Regions from separate parts of the Mus musculus genome. Here region 1 is linked to region 2. A link is a contact called in public Hi-C data. All regions are on one chromosome and are shown on one strand. The core of a region is the stretch at or near the end of the contact, and the rest is flanking DNA. Distances in the headings are between cores, read along the strand shown.

What was found. A called contact is a pair of places that touch in the nucleus more often than the background predicts.
Region 1: a Hi-C map of bone marrow-derived macrophages shows a contact between it and region 2, with 6 times the contacts expected there. The contact joins two enhancer-like sites. A contact is called at or near these places in 1 of 15 datasets of contacts at CTCF or cohesin (pro-B cells), 29 of 484 Hi-C or Micro-C datasets (the C2C12 cell line, the G1E-ER4 cell line, bone marrow-derived dendritic cells and 18 more) and 2 of 115 datasets of contacts at active chromatin or transcription factors (acute myeloid leukemia and bone marrow-derived dendritic cells).

What each region holds. Positions count from the first base shown.
Region 1 is chr2:79,770,966-79,776,121 of GRCm38.p6, reverse strand. All of the region lies in intron 4 of Ppp1r1c (protein phosphatase 1, regulatory inhibitor subunit 1C), which reads right to left. Among named protein-coding and RNA genes, the nearest start is that of Ppp1r1c, 66 kb to the right of the region's middle. Within about 2 kb of position 1,486, at least 12 of the 459 cell types and tissues checked have an H3K27ac peak or open chromatin away from gene starts, as enhancers often do. A contact at or near this core is called in bone marrow-derived macrophages, where this site is marked.
Region 2 is chr2:79,674,408-79,679,102 of GRCm38.p6, reverse strand. No RefSeq gene overlaps it. Among named protein-coding and RNA genes, the nearest start is that of Ppp1r1c, 31 kb to the left of the region's middle. Within about 2 kb of position 1,287, at least 16 of the 459 cell types and tissues checked have an H3K27ac peak or open chromatin away from gene starts, as enhancers often do. A contact at or near this core is called in bone marrow-derived macrophages, where this site is marked.

The DNA.
Region 1 (5,156 bases), core at 237-2,736, 97 kb before region 2:
ACGTCACAAGGAGGGGTACCTAAGCAGCTCCTTTTTCCGGGATCGGGGTCTTCCTGAGAAGTAAGCAATAAAGCTTTGCCGTAGAAGGATCTGGTTGTCCGAGTGTGTTTTGCTGGCGAAACGTTACAAGGACAAATTCTGCATGTAGGGGTTACTCTAATTTGAATCTTTTAATTTTCAAGATTGATTTTTATGTGTATGGGTGTTGTATCTGCATTTGTATCTGTGCACAACATGTGTGCCGCGCCTGCAGAAGCTGGAATGCATTGGAGTCCCTAGAACTGAAGTTGCAGAAGGCTGTGAACTGCCCCATGGGTCTTGGGAATCAAACCCAGGTCCTATGGAAAAGCACCAGTGTTCTTTGTTTGTTTTGTTTTTTGTTTTTTGTTTTTTGAGACAGGGTTTCTCTGTATAGCCCTGGCTGTCCTGGAACTCACTTTGTAGACCAGGCTGGTCTCGAACTCAGAAGTCTGCCTGCCTCTGCCTCCCGAGTGCTGTGATTAAAGGTGTGCGACACCACCGCCTGGCTTCAGTGTTCTCGAGTCATGTCTCTAACACCCCACTCCCCAGATATTTTCTTTATACCAAAAATAAATAAATTTTGATTATGTAACGGGAGTAGTCACGTGCTGACTTTTTACAAGGAGTTTCTATGGGTGAGCGTGTTGCATGGCCATGCAGAGTGTTGGGCAGGAAATTAGCTTTCAGTCTGAGTCTCTGTGAAACCTAGTCTTCCCAGGAATGGTGGAAAGTGCAGTTAGCATGCCTATGCTGCTTGCCAGGTCTGCACTATTTTGTTAGTTCATTATGACTCCCTTTAAACTAGTTTCTCCTCGTTAAAGAAATAAATGAGAAACTTGGTTGGAGTTGGTGAGGGATATGTTGCTTAAAGATTACACATATTAGAACCGTCAAGGCTCAATTTTCTCTTACTCCATTCTCTTTTTGTGACCTTCGCAAGTGAAGACCACCATCATTGTCTTAAAGAAGAAATGAACAGGAAGTTAGTTAGTTTGAAAAAGACCATCCCAGGTTTGTGTGCTATTCCTTTGTACAGAATAAAGGTAGCTTCAGACTTGAGAATAATGCCCTAGTATGTGACAGTCCAGAGAGTTTCAAGGGTAAGAAGCTGATAGTGAAGCTGGCTTTGGTTAGGGTTAGTCAGGAAACAAACAAACAAACAAACAAAAACCATAAAAATAAATAACCTGCCTACCATGTCTAGACCCTGTTTGGGTTTTAGTTTCTAAGCAAAGCAATATCCAATCGGCATACAAAATAGTTGGAAGGTAAAAGATACAGAGAGAGTGTGTCTCACAATATAAGGACACCAAAACTAAAGAACTCCTTCTGCTGACTATTCATTTAGTGTAAGCCCATTTTGTGCTGAAAAGAATACATTTTGTTCTGATTTCTTAAGCACTACTTTCCAAGAGAACGTCTGAAATCTTAAGTACCAGCAGAGGGCGCTCTCCTCACAAGCTCTTCGTTCTTCACATGCTATGAGAACTTTGTGTAAAACCCTTCAGGTCTCATTGCCAGTGAATAAAACACAGAGTCGTGGCCCCTTGTTCCTGGAGTGTTTATATAAGAGACCAAAACATTCCCGGGAGATCTGTTGGCCAATTACCAGGGTGCAGAGGAACAGTATTCATCCAGCACACACTGGAACACACACTGGAGAGGCTCCAAGGGATCTGCTCAAGTTAATGAGTAATTATGCAATTATGTGAAAATATACACACACAAACACACACATATGTATATATATATATATATATATATATATATATATATATATATATATATATGTGTGTGTGTGTGTGTATATATATATATATTTATAATAAGTATATATGCACACATATAGATACATATATAAACTCAGGGATCAGAAAGGATTAAAATACCTGTCTATAAACTAGGAATGTGTATACAAAAAGCAAAGACCTCCAAAGATTCAACAAAATTACTTCATCCTAGTAAAATGAAAGTACACTTTTAGAGTTGACAACAGGCTCTGCAATATTTCCTTTTCCAATATTTCTAAAACTAAATTCAATCTATCGATAATTAAAACTGATGCTCATTAAAATCAAAACTTTTAGAGCTTTCTCCCTGTCAGCTTTGAGATCTGGGAACATGTATCTTAATTTTTAAAAAGTCACATAAGAACTTGAAACGTCCTGATACTCTAAAGCAGGCAGCCTGGGCCTGGAAAGGGGGATCAACCAATAAAATGATTGCCACACAAACGTAAGGATCTGAATTTCATTCTGAAAGACACACAAAAATATCCAGGAGTGGTGTACATGCCTGTAATCCCAGTGTTGAGGAGGAAGAGACAAGCTCGTTAGCTAGCTACTCTAGTTTCATCAGTAAGCCCCAGGCTAATAAGAAAATAAGGTACACAGAGACCTGATGGAGAAATACATTCTTAAGTTCATAGGTACACACACACACACACACACACACACACACACACACACGCACACACACTCACGCACAGTGGTATAATGTAAAGTCTACACTATCTAAACCTTGAAGCATTGCCTGACTTCAGTTGTTGTTGTTGTTGTTGTTGTTGTTGTTGTTGCAGCCATGAAATTTAATCTAGTTCTTACACACATAGGTTTCATTTCTGGCTTGACTTCAACTTAGAAGATTTTCTTAAGTTTACATTACGTCTAGGAAACAAAGCTCACATGTTAGGGCTTGAATCTGAAGCACCCCCCACAGGTTTACACGTTTAAACACTTGATTCCCAGCTGGTATTGATACTTTGGAAGGTGGCAGAATCTTTGGCTTGTGAGACCTGGCTGTCGGACACTAGGAGTGGGCTTAGAGGTTGTAGCTCAGTCCTGGTTTTGGTTCAGTATGTCCTTCCTTCCTTTCTTCCTCCCTCCCTCCCTCCCTCCCTCCCTCCCTCCCTCCCTCCCTCCCTCCCTCCCTCCCTCCCTCCCTCTCTCCCTTCCTTCCTTCCTGTCTATCTGTCAGTCTGTGTGCCACAGCAATAAGACCATCTGCAGCCAGTTCCTGCTATCATGGACAGAACCAGTCCGGCTGCCAGGTCTTGCTTGCTGAAGTGCATGGTACCCTCGAAACTACAAGCCACTAAGTTGTTTTTGCAAGGTATTTGGTCCTAACAATGAAAAAAAAATAACTAATATAGCAAGTAATTATGGAAGATTAATTAAATCATAACTAAAGGACCCTTTCTCTGCCACCTTTTAAGAAAATCCAAGAGAAAAGTGGTTTTTTGTTGTTTTCACAATTTTTTAGAATGAATAGCATTGGTACAAAGGAATCTATAGACATCCACTTTTTCTAATAGGCTAAGAACATTTGCCAAATGAATCTCTCTCCCACATCTCTTCATGTTAGTATTTACAGGTGTGTTTTTAAAGACCCGAGTTACCTAATAGCAGGGGAGGAAATGGAACGTTGAAGAAAATATCATAAGCAAGATGCTACAGGCACACAGAATTGTGAAAGATCAATAGAGAAATATTTTGAAAGAAATATTTCACAAGTGCTAATTAATTTATTGTGTAGAGGGGCAATTACCTAAGGGAATAGTGTTAGGACTAGAAGATGTGAGGTGACCTTATTAAACATCAGGACTCGAAGCATGAAAGAAAATCCGTGTTGGAAATTACAGATCCAAGATCCCTTCCTTCCAATTCCTTGCCGTGATTTTTACATATTGTGTGTTCAATAACATCAAAGGCATTAATAGGTACTATTATGATTTTGAGAGAAAAATTCAAAGCTGTGAGTGGTGGCATGTGCCTGAAACCCCAGCACTAGGGAAGCCATGACAGGAGGATAGCAAGTGCAACCTCGCTCTATAGCCAAGCTAGTCTTGGTAGGATGTAAATCAGTCAAGAAGAAAAGAACAGGGGAAAGATGGGAGGGAGGCACAAAAGAGAAGGGGGGGATATGATGTAAACAAATAGAAGGGGAAGGGACCTCTTATTCTGTTTTATCCTAGATCAAAATCCGTGATTTCTAGAAATTTTGGAGATGCTGGAAACTTTCTCCAAAGATTCACACCAATTCCCACAGAGGTAGACTTTGCAAGTCAAATAGCAATATAACAAATAATATAAATTAGAAACCTAAATTCATCTAAAAATGAAGTATGTTTTAAATTAAATTACAAAACATTGTGGCTGGGTATTTTGTTGTTGTTGTTGTCTATTCAAAAATGCTATTTTAATAAAATGTAACCACTATCCTGTTGTAATGTTCAAGACATGAAATATGTTTATTTTTCTAAGAACTGCTAGAAACTGAGACAAAACCCAGAATTTCTTTGTCACTAAATGAGCCTCAAAGGAAAACCTCTTGCATATTTGAAGCAGGGTGCCCAGACTGTGGTGTTTCACAGGCCTAATAGGTAACAAGAATTTAAAGCTGGGCGACATACTTTCCCCAGATGTGATGGCACAGAGCAGTTATTGTTGCTATACTAACTACGTTCTAGAGTACCTCATAAGAAAACCTAGCAATGTGGTTGTGTGTGGCAATAATAGTGGTTTAACTTGGCTGAAGATCCCCCCACTCTCAATGAAAAGCCATCTATGGCTTCAAGACTAATCCCTTGACAGTGCAAACCAGATGAACTTCTTTGTAAGGATCTTGATGTATCCACTCCTTCCTTTAAACTTCAGAGTGTTTAAGGAAAACTTCTGTGTGAAGGAAGTAAAGAAAAATGCAGGAAGATTTGGTGAGATTTTACCATGTTCCTGATGTCCCCAACCTGTTTAGAATACCAGGGTATGAACAGAACTGTAGGTGGCTTTTGCTTTCATTTCACATCTTAACCCAGTGTCTGCTGTAGAAGATCAAGAGAGGGTTGTGAAGCTTCCGGAAAGGCAGAACTCAAGGAGGGGCTGGAAGATGACTGGGAAGTTCAAAGTATGTCTTGCTTTTCTAGGGGGCCACAGTTTAGCTCCCAGTATCTATGAGGGGAAGCACACACACTGCACATGCACACACACACAAAGAAAATAAAAATCTCATTTAATAAAAGGAATGCAAGGACCTTGGAACTGTCTTTTATAGGAAGTTGGGCCACACATTGCATTTTAAAATCTGCAAAAGAAAAAAAAAAAGAAAGAGAAGAGAAGAGAAGAGAAGAGAAGAGAAGA
Region 2 (4,695 bases), core at 38-2,537:
CATAAGACGGCATCAGATCCCCTGGAACTGGAGTTACAAGTGGTTGTGACCCATCCAGTGTAGATGGCAGAAAGTGACGGACGCTGGGTCCTCTGAAAGGGTAGCGAGTGCTCTTAACCACTGAGCCATCTCTCCAACCCCAAACTCCAGGTCTGAATGAAAAAATAACTAAGTTTCAGAAGAGAAAATGGGGGGTACTGCTGGACTCATATTCAGAAAACACAGTTTGCTATAGAAAGAGAAAAAAATAACTGTATAAGGACATCGATTTTAGGGATATATTCCTTATTCCTGATGATCAAATTATAGGAAAAAAAACTTAAAACTCTGTATTATTTCATGTTCCTCTGTGACTAAATATATGTCTAAACGCAGATATAACTATAGTCTTTGTTTCTTACATATTCTTGCCAAACAAAACCATACTAAATTCAGGATTATAATAAATTCATGTACCTATTTCTACTCAAGGAGAACTTTATTTTCATAAAAAAAGGAATTGTTAAGCTGTAGGCTTTGAATGGATAAAGTTCTCTTTTGATTTTTTTTATTTCTAAAGTCATATATACATAAACATCATATACATTACAGAGTACTATGTGATATTTCAAATGATGTGTACATTATTTAAGTCAGGTTAAATGTATATTTCCTATTGTTTACTTTGTTAAAATATTTAAAATTATTTTTATCATTTCTTTTTAAATATGCAGTGCATCACCTAGTCACTCCAGTGTGTGTACTTTCTCACACTACTATGACTGTAACTCAGGCCTCATCTGTGACCTCCTCCTTTTTCCTGTCAGTATTGGGGATTCAGAGTCTCGTGTCAGCCAGTTAAGGGCTCAGACATCTCACCTCCTCCTGCCTCTTTCCTTTTCCCAGTAGATACCAGTCTCAATTTCTACAGGACCAACATTTTTTTTTTTTTTCTTTTTAAATCCCACATGACATACTTACGTAAAAACTTCTGGTAGTCATTCCCACAACTCAAGATAAACAACCAGAAACTACTTAACTTTTTTGGCAATCAGTATGAAATCTCAGCTAAGCAACTTTAAAACCCCACAGACAGGCTGTGGAGAACTTACTGTGACAGGAGGTTTATCTAGGATTGGACCAGAATGTTTTGAAGATGCCTTAATGTTTCTTGTTTGAACAAGAAACAGGAAGTTGGCAGTTGGCACCACCTCTCAAAAGTGCTCTCTTTTTAGTATAGGTAAGAGATGTCATGTCAAGGTCATGAAATATAGATATCCACACTTCCTGATTCTGTCTCTTAGACAAGTCACAGTTAAATGTCACTCCATTACTCATCTCTTGGCTGGAACTGCCCATTTCCTTCTACCAAAGATAGTGCCTAGTCTAAAGTGTTTTCATAAATGACAGTCTAAGGTATTTCCAATATCTAGCAATTGAATATTTACTCTATTCCAGAGTTGATGCCTTTCAGAATTACATCAAGTTCAAAGTCAGTTGGCTACCATACATCAATTAGTATCTAACATTCTGAACATTTCACAAAGCAATTACAGTTTAGTTTGAATATATTTTGTTTGCAATATACATGCTATAATAGTAAGTCAACTCATTTAATTTAGAGTTCATAGTAAGAATAAAATGGGGCTGGAGAGATGGCTTGGTTGGGAAAGCATGGAGACCTACATTGGATTCCCAACATCAATGTGGTGCCCTATGCATACAATCCCAGAGCTAGGGAGACAGGTATGTCCCTAGAATTCAGTAGCCAGCCACGTTAGCTGAGACTACAAAGCTCCAGCCTCAGTGAGACACATGGGCCCCAAAACAAGGTGGCCAATGACATAAGGAGACACTCAGTGACACACCTGTGGTCTCGAATGCACACACACATATGGACACACACATACACACACACACACACTCCATAAACAGTAATTGTCTTAATTTGTTTCCTTTGCAAGGACTATATTCTTTTTTTTTTTTTTAAAGATTTATTTATTATATGTAAGTACACTGTAGCTGTCTTCAGACACTCCAGAAGAGGGAGTCAGATCTCGTTACGGATGGTTGTGAGCCACCATGTGGTTGCTGGGATTTGAACTCCGGACCTTCGGAAGAGCAGTCGGGTGCTCTTACCCACTGAGCCATCTCACCAGCCCCGCAAGGACTATATTCTTTAGAGGCTGAGTCTTACACTGTAGACCAGGCTAGCCTGAACTCACTATGTATTCCTTCACAGGTTCACCTTGAACTTGTGACACACTTCCTGCCTTAGCTTATCATGTGCTGAAATAACAGGCACGAGCCATCTCACATAAATAAGGCTTTGAAAGTTTTCTCTAGTTTATATTTCACAAGAATATTTTTCTAAATATAAAATAATAAAGACAGGTAGTGATGACACATCACTTTAGTCCTAGCATTCAGGAGACAGAGGCAGGGAATCTCTAAGTTTGAGTCCAGTCTGGTTATAGAGAGAGTTCCAGGACAGCCAGGGTTACACAGAGAGACACTGCCTTAAAACAAAACAAAACAAAACAAAACAAAACAAAACAAAACAAAACAAAACAAAACAAAACAAAACAATACCTATAAAACAAGTATCGTGATATGCTGATGTCTATCCTCTTCCAGCCTCAGTGGCACCCTCAGTCTTGTGCCACAGCCTTACAGGTACAGACTCACACACAGAGATAAAATTTTAAAAATTAAAGAAATTTTATTACCGGTTCTTTTGATTCCTTTTTTTTTTTAATTGAACAAGGAAGGATGGTTAAATAAGTAAAACTGTGATGAGATTTTAGATGAGAAAATAATAAAAATATGAATGTTTAATATTCATCATTTGAACACTTTTCTGTTCTTAAATAAGGCAGGAAGGAAAGAATTCGTGCCTGACACTGCCTCCATTCTAAGGTTCCGCCCAGGAATATCTGACTCTGTTGATTTGAATGAGGGTGTATAGCAGAGACCAGTAGAGGTACCCGCATGGGTGGTTCATACCCACAGCTAGCACATCCAAGGAGACAGAGCCGAGAGCAGAAGTGAGCATGATTTCCCCAAGGATTTCGGAAAGCAAGCTGGGCAGTGAGCAGTGCAGCTTTGCCACCAAGGTAGGCACTGATAGCAAGGGAAGGGCTCTCCTTCTCACATCATGCCAGAATGGCATCCACTGAGAACCCAGTGGAGAAGCAGGTTTGCCTTCACATGGAAAACTGCAATTTCCTCATTATTAATGCCATCTGTTTGTCCTCACGGGCAGAGCTCTGAATAAACATTACTTCCATTTGAATGCCTGTATTTTATATATATTAATAAGTAATAATGGTATAATCTCTGGCCAAATATAAATCTACATATTCACAACTGAGGTTTAAGTAATGACCCTAATTATTCTAACTGTGCCCACACACGCTGTTATATGCTTGTGAGTCTAACTTAGAATCTGCTTTAGACTTAAAGGTGTTTTTGTTTTTTTAAAAAAATAGTATCTTTGGGCTGTAGAGATAATAGAAGGAATCATGAATCATGAATTCATGGACTTACTAAGCAATTACCTCACGAACAGTGTTTAGCGTGGTTGGCCTTGTTTTTAATCACTTAATCGCTTCCTAAAAAGGAATGGTACAGCATGTACTTCAATCTGAGGAGCTGCCCATTGTTGGTGTATCATTCAGTAGACAAACCTTCAAAAATAATCTCAGGGTTCCTTCTGTGCCTTCTTTGGGAAGGCTCTTGGCACAGCATCCTTGAGCTATGAACAATGTGCATCTCTGAGAACATCACTCTCATCAGGCACATGGGAACTTAAAATCACTTTTGGTGTTCTGGATAACATTTACTAATGTTCCTTATAACCTCATATGCTCCAGGTCTCCATCTTTAATCGAACAACTTCACCCAAACCAAAAGACATGGGTGGACTTTTCTGACTGCAGTAAATGACACTCAAATTCTGAATGCAGAAATGGACACTGCTAAGCATACCTTACATTAAAAGATGCATGTTTTTTTCAGCCCCCTTCACGACTCACTCTATATAGCATGGTGGCTTGAACATGGTAACTTCCCAATAAACCCAGGAAAGAAAAAGAATACCAATGATGAGATTCCCTTTATCTATATACTAAGTGATTGGTCTGTTGGCTCAGCCTAGTATGCCAGTTGTTAGACCAATGGTTTTTATATCAAAACTTGAAATTCTTATTCTGTTAGAAATAACCCAAAATTGGCTTAAAACCTGAATAGCTAAGATTGTCAATGCTTGCATTAGTTCCTATTTGTTTAGAATATCTGGCTTACATGTTTGCCATCACCATCATAATCAACTTGTTAAACTGCTGAATAATTTGACTAACAATATTTTTCTTCAATTTTTTTATTCACTTACTTACCAATCACAGGCCCTTTCCTTCTCCTTGCAGCCTTACCCTTACAAAACCCTCCCCCCACCAATGTTTCCTCCCCTTCTCCTCCCTTGGGTACCACCCGACCCTGGGACATCCAGCCCCAGCAGGGCTAGGCACATCCTCTCCCACTGAGGGCCAACAAGGCAGTTCAGGTAGGGGGAAGGGGACCTAATTGCAGGGAACAGAGACTGAGACAGCCCCAGTTCCACTTGTTAGGGGAACCACATGAACACCAAGCTGCATATTTGCTACAAATGTGTAAAAGGTCCTGCCTGCTCCCTGATTGGTGGTCCAGTACCCATAA